Regions from separate parts of the Zea mays genome. Here region 2 is linked to region 1. The links are chromatin contacts, called in public Hi-C maps. All regions are on one chromosome and are shown on one strand. The core of a region is the stretch at or near the end of the contact, and the rest is flanking DNA. Distances in the headings are between cores, read along the strand shown.

What was found. Hi-C and Micro-C count contacts between places; a contact is called where the count stands out from the background.
Region 2: a contact with region 1 is called in a Hi-C map of bundle sheath, with 2.8 times the contacts expected there. The contact joins the promoter of LOC541886 here to the enhancer-like site in region 1. A contact is called at or near these places in 2 of 25 Hi-C or Micro-C datasets (bundle sheath and ear).

Annotation. Positions count from the first base shown.
Region 1 is chr4:158,638,660-158,642,409 of Zm-B73-REFERENCE-NAM-5.0, forward strand. No RefSeq gene overlaps it. Among protein-coding and RNA genes, the nearest start is that of LOC100282518, 12 kb to the right of the region's middle. Within about 2 kb of position 2,007, at least 18 of the 20 cell types and tissues checked have an H3K27ac peak or open chromatin away from gene starts, as enhancers often do. A contact at or near this core is called in bundle sheath and ear, where this site is marked.
Region 2 is chr4:159,003,844-159,007,169 of Zm-B73-REFERENCE-NAM-5.0, forward strand. It overlaps LOC541886 (plasma membrane integral protein ZmPIP1-3), which reads left to right and starts at 1,791. Exons shown (of 4, transcript NM_001365707.1): 1 at 1,791-2,226. The coding sequence starts at 1,881.

The DNA.
Region 1 (3,750 bases), core at 757-3,256:
CACGCGGCGTTTGGTGTGAACTAATTCCACGACGGGTGTTTGGTTGCTCCTGCTAAAGTTTAGCCCGGGTCACATCAAGCGTTTGACTTTTAAATAAGAGTATGAAATATAGACCCAACCAACTGGACTAGATTCGTCTCGTCTTTTAATCTTCGGCTGATAAATTATTTTTATAATCCGACTACATTTAATAACCGGAACGGATGTTCAAACATTCGATGGGACAGGGGCTAAATTTTAGCGGGGTGTAACCCGAATCGATAAGCCCGAAAGCGCAGAAGCCGAACTCGATCGGTTAGTTAAATAAAGGCCGACGTACGCACACGGTTGCCCTGCTTTCCTTCAGAACATCGCTATTTTTTTTCTTTTTTTCTTTCTTTTGCGACCGTGCCGGCCGTGTATGTATGTCCTCCCGTCCCCCGGTCCCTCTTGGCTTTACAGTTTGCATATGCACAAAGGCGTAAGCAGATCAGGTGATGTCGGTAACGACGGCCCGCGCTTTACAGTTCTGCCGAGAGGGGGGTCGTCAGCGTAGAGCTGCAAAAGCAGGACGCTTGTTACCTCGCGTTACATACGCGTTAGGAGAAAAGCGACAAGACGCGATAGGTGGTGGTTTAGGCTGTCTCCAGCAACGTACTCTAAATTCTATCTCTTAAAAGAATATTCTCTGTCCTTTACAGCATACTCTAAAAGATTATGTTATCTATATCTTCTTAGTCTCCAGCAACATCCTCTAAATTCGGTCCTCTAAAGCTACAGTATTAATAGAATACATAAACTATCATATATTTTAAATTGGTTCTAATGTACGGCATTAAAAATGATGAAATTAATATTTTTCAATGCTACAAATATTTGAACGTATAAATATTATGAAAAATAACGTACGACACGAATTATAAATTAATAGAATTTAGTCATTTTATGATTAAACAACGGCAATAGTTTTATGTGTGCTGGCTTGAACATTTCCTCAAGCATGTTGTGTGCATCCTATGGTGACTGCAGCAGCTATCACCTTCACGCATGCACGTGAGAGAGCAAACAACATCCACCTGCAACTCAAGTCCTAGACGCAGGCCGCTCCTAGCCATGGTCAAGGAAAGGACAGAGACGGTTTAGCGAGCACACAGGAAAAGACTCTACGTTTGGCGGACGTCTCTAGCATCCGGTAAGATAAAGGAGCTTTTACCGAACGTTACTGGACGAATAAAGTAGTCATCCACACGCTATATCTAGCGGACAGAACGATTTAAAGTAGTCATCCAGGCGCAAGCGGTTCAGCCGGCGGCGTTCAGCTCCACCGCCGGGCACATGGCGTGATGGCCCGCCGCCGACACGCACGCCTGCCGCCGGCCGCCTCAACTGAGCCAGCGCTGCGCGCTCGATCGTGCTCGCCCTACCCAGCTGCTGGAAAGCTACGACTACTGCGGCGCGCCCGCCCGCTGTGTGTGGTGTCCATTTAAAGCGTATCCCTGGCTTCAGCCTAGCTGTTTATTTAGCCGTGACAAAGGTGCACGATCACGTGCATGGGGCTGCTGCAGCACTGCAGCGGCAGCCATAACTTGTGCCTGCCATTACACACATCGTCAGATAGAGAGAGAGAAAGGCACATGCACGTTCCAGCTCATCGACCGACCCAGCTGGGGGCGCGGAGGGACGATAGGGAATCGGAAGGAGGAGGAGAGGGACACGCGATCGATGAAGCCGGCCGGCTAATGGCTGTCCTTGACACGGAACGGAAAGCCGGGCACAGGGATCATGCTCAAGCAGAAGCAAAGGCAAAGCAAAGCAGCCAGCGAAAGGCCTCCCTTGTCCTTATCAACCAAGGCTGCAAGCTTTTTCCCGCTCGCATCGCATGCCAAGCTAGCGGGGGAAAAGCGGCCGGCGGCCGGAAGAGTAAAGCGTAGCAGCAGGCGGCACGGCAGAAAGGGACCGGCCCCGGCCCCGGCCCGGCCGTGTGCCAGTGCCTGCCAGCCGAGCGCATGCATGCATGCCGCGGCGTCTCTGCATCGCAGGGCAAGGGCAGCGCGCTGTATTGCATGCACTGCGCCATGACGCGTCGCTGGGAGGAGGAGCATGGGCCGCGACTGCGAGAGGGGACGTGTATGTGTTGTGTGTGTAGGGCTCGACCATCGTCACCATGCATGTCCGTCTCTGCCTCTCCACCCATGCATGCGCCCACTGCGCGTACGTCCACCAAAGTGCCGGAGTAATAATGGAGACGGGAGAGGCCAGGTCGTGTACAACTTGGATAAGTACTACCCGCTAGCCTTGCCGATTTACTATTCTAGTCTTATTTTTTAAAAAAAATCAAATACAAGTCTATTTATTCTAGAGATCAACGCTTCGACATATGACATCGAACTTAGGACACGTACACTCCCAAACTATATATATATATATATATATATATATATATATATATATATATATATATATATATATATATATATATATATATATAGTTTTCAAGTATAAGCCATAGCTAAGATATTGCATGATACAACTCTATGTCTTTGAATCATAATTACAGTTAAAAGACAATCTATACGGTACAGAGAGTCGTGTAGAAACAGGCTCTTCATGAAAAGTCCGTCTCTTGGATTTTAATTTTAAACGTGAGTTCGAAGATACAATCAGACAGAAGCAAGCAATGCAACAAAAAATTAAAGTGTGGATCTCAGCTCATGAACACTTTCCTAAGATCTACAAAGAGATGCTACATCGTCAAACATGGGAACAAGGTATACTTTACCCGATACATTCATGTACAAATAAGTGGTACGTTAGGGAGATGCAAAGGTTGCTGACTGCCAAGCAGAAGGCTAAGGACGACAGGGCAAGGGAGGCATCAAAATTTAAAAAGCAAGTCATGAAGGACCTTGTTGCTGAACTGCCTAGTGAGTGTTTGGGCTATGTTATTATTTTGTGACCCTGTTTTTATTTTAATGTTCGTGCACAACTTATTGTATTTCTGCTTTTAGGGAAAGAACAACACGATGAGCATGCCACTAAGGGCTTGTTCGTTTCTGTCGGATTGCACCCGGAATCGTTCCAGCTACTCAAAGTTTATATAAATTAGAGAAGCAATCCGGTTAGGAATCGTTCCGACCCACCAATCCGACACAAACGAACAAGCCCTAAGGTGGATCATGTCATGTTTGATAGAAGAAAGCCATAGAAGCATAAAAAGGAGGCGAAGAACAATTTTAGACTTTGTAAGCTCATTGGTCTAACTGATACAACAGCACTATATACCATTTTCGGCGGTCATATTTATTTTTGGCGGTCAGGGTGTGGCCGCCGAAAATAAGCAGGGATTTTCGGCGGCAGGAGCAGGCCGCCGAAATAAGGCTATTTTTGGTGGCTTCATGAACCAGAGTAGGAGTGCAAATAGTGTGGATATGATGAAGGATTTTTTATATCCATGCGGTGAATCCGATCTACGCGTGTGGATGTGGAGTAGGATATGTATCACTTAAATCCAATGGATATGAAGTATCCTAGATTATCCGATGCTTATAATAGAATAATATCAGATTAGTTTAGGAAGTATAAGACTCGCTACATATATTGTGACGACCGACGAATGTGAAAACATATTTCCTACGTACTGTTGACAAAAAGTTGTAAATGCTAAAATTTGTACGAAAAAAAAATAGTTGAAGACGGTGACGAATAATCCTATTGCTGGCTACATATTGCGGTATTTTTTTACCTTAATTTATGCTTGTGAAGAGAAGGCTA
Region 2 (3,326 bases), core at 541-3,040, 360 kb after region 1:
GATATTTTGATGATTCCTGAGCTTTAATATTTTTTACCCACCTTATCCTGCTACATTAATTATCCTTCGCAGGTTCCACTTAGCAGTCTCAATTAAAACTAACAAGGAAAGATAAAATGAATTCGATTCAAGAAATATTCAACCATATAGAGAATCAACCACAAAATGAGTTTATTAGGGGAGATTGGATTAAAAACCTGAATCAATATCAACGCCAAGAATGCTTTGACGTTTAAATTTCATGGCAATCGTAGCATTCGCCGGTGGCTAGAACCCTACCCACCTCTGCTTTCGGTTTTGGGTCGTGGACAAAGGTTCGGTCTTCGTCCGATAGACTAGATATTGGCTCAGGCCCGAAAGAGTCTGTCGCTTGTCTGTTTGGGCAACCTATTGGCATGTTTGTTTCTATTTTCGCATTTATGTAATACCTTCTGTATTTCGGATGGGGACAGAGGGATTATAGTAGTACCTAAGCACTGCAACGATACATGAGGTTTATAGGAGTACACTAGTACAATGTACATGCATTACAATGACACGTAAGAACAAACATTATAATTTAATTAAGCCAAAAGGCGAAGATAAAAGTACTGAGACCCAAACCCATAACTAGCGCACGGTCTCTTAGAGCGAGCGCCAACGGCGCGCCATGCTTTCTAGTTATCACTCGAAATTAGAGGAACGGGAGGGGACCCCAGGGAACATCCCTATCCTAGGGGGTGTTTGAATGCACTAAAACTAATAGTTAGTTGTCTAAAAATTGTTAGTGAAATTAGGTAGCTAACAAATAGCTACCTAACTATTAACTAATTTACCAAAATAGCTAATAGTTAAACTATTAGCTAAGTTGTTTGGATGTCTCAACTAATTTTAACTAATAATTATTAGCTCTAGTGTATTAAATACCCTAGCCTATGTGTCCCGCAACCAGCCGCACCATCCTTTCCACGATTCTGGAGATCGAGTGGGAAATTCTTTCCTCGGTAAGTTGCTGCTGACCGTGGGTTGAATTGCACTACACTCTGAAGTTTTTCGCACCGGCAGGCGATGCTTCTGGACAGCCACACCATTACTGGATGACAAAGCGAAGAGGTTAGGTTCATGTCCCATCACTACTCATCCAACGCAACGAATGAAATCGGCACATGCTAAAAGCAATGACAGGAACAGTAACTCCGTAGGCTGCTTCCAGAAGTACCGCGGCGGCGCGGCCCTGCTTTACCAAAAGGCAGAAGCTCCGCGCCCCGCTGCTTTGGATTGGAGCAGTGAGCTCTGTGCAGACTGTGCTGCCTTTGGCTTCGGATCCCGGACAGACTACACAGGCAAGGGAGTCCCTTTGAAGTGAGGAAAAGGCTGCCTCGTGGAGCCTGCCTAGCAAAGTATGAGTGCAACAAAAGAATATTGCAAGCAAAGCATATGTCTTCTCCATTTATTTCCTCATTTCAAAGCTTCTCGCTCGAACCAAAAAAAAAGATAAAATAGATTGGATAAGCCTGGAACGACTGCATGTGAGGTCCGTTCCCGACTCCCGTGCTCGCCACCTCCTCTTCCGTAATAATTCCATTCCAGAAGCACCTCCTCGAGTCACTCATCAGTGTCCTGCCAATGCCATCCAGAAAAAAAATGCTGTAAAATAAAAATAACAGTGTCCGTGTCTTCCTTAGTTCCTTGCTCCACTCAGTCACTCTCCAGTCTCCTCACGACCTGGCTGCTCCCAAGCTCCGTCCTCTGCTCTGCCTTTATATAATCCCCGAGCCACACCACCTCCCTCACAGTCGCAGACACACACCGCTGCTTCAAGAAACCACCGAGAGCCCAACCGCACAGGCAGGAGAGAGAGCAGGGAGCCAGGGACAGTAGCGTGGGGCCGGGGAGCAAAGATGGAGGGGAAGGAGGAGGACGTGCGCCTGGGCGCCAACAAGTTCTCGGAGCGGCAGCCCATCGGCACGGCGGCGCAGGGCGCCGGGGCCGGGGACGACGACAAGGACTACAAGGAGCCCCCGCCGGCGCCGCTGTTCGAGCCCGGGGAGCTCAAGTCCTGGTCCTTCTACCGCGCGGGCATCGCCGAGTTCGTCGCCACCTTCCTCTTCCTCTACATCACCGTCCTCACCGTCATGGGCGTCTCCAAGTCCACCTCCAAGTGCGCCACCGTCGGCATCCAGGGCATCGCCTGGTCCTTCGGAGGGATGATCTTCGCGCTCGTCTACTGCACCGCCGGCATCTCCGGTCTGTCAGCTCTCCTTCCTTCCTTCCTTCTTGCTGCTGCTGCTGGCTTCTTTTTCCAGCCGACATGTGATGTGATGAGCTTTATTAACCTACTGCGATTATTTCTTAGACTTCGCTACGTTACTAATTTCGCCTTTTAATAACTTCCTTAGCTTAGTAACAACCCTTCATGGTAACGATTTAGTAAAGCTTTTAGTTTTAGTGTACAATTTCTGAGATACTGAAGCAAAAGTGTTTTTTTTTGTGTGTTGGGGGTAGCAAGAGTAACTTGTATAGGCAACAAATCCACTTTGGTATATGACCCTTGAATTTACGTGAGACTTCCAATCCACTTGTTGCTCTTGGATTTCCTGATTACAGTCTTTAGCACTAAAGAAAGGAAGAAAAAAGATAATTTTATTTAGCCTATACCGATATTAGTATTAGTAGCTGAGGATCTGTTAAGTTTGTTTTTTTTAAAACAGTAGAGCTTCCTTGCAGTTATATACTCACCAGCAGCATCGGGATTACTAAGCCCCTGTTAATAGGTTATTTTATTAAAAAGAAAACAAAGTTTATTTCTTTTTGCTTGGTACCACTTTGTACCTTACACACAGGCAGATTTGTCCTGCAATAAATATTTTTACCACTTCACGTACTGTACTACTATAGCATGTGCTGTTTGTTGTTATGCAAACTTGCAAAGGCATCATCAACTGCTACTGTAGTTCATCTCTGATGTAGCACTTCGGGCCACAGTTTCACCAGTAATTATTTAAAGGTTAAATTGAAAAGGGCACCATTCTAGTTAGCTAAGTGCCGCTTACTCGAGGTAAACAAAGAGATGACATAGCAGACGATCCTATGTAACTTGTGAGGTGTGTACATAGTCAACTATATCAGTTAACCTACAGTGGCCATTCCACCTTAAAAATAATGGTGGTCCTACATACGGCTAGTTAAACATGTATTGTTGTGAATTTGTATATGGCTTTTCTGGTGTATGTTTTGTGTATTATTAACTCCGGATACATGCTTAATCTCAAAGTACCAAACTTCGAAAGAACCCATGCTATTCAGCAAAGCATAAACCAATAACACGACTACAAGCAACCAAGGGC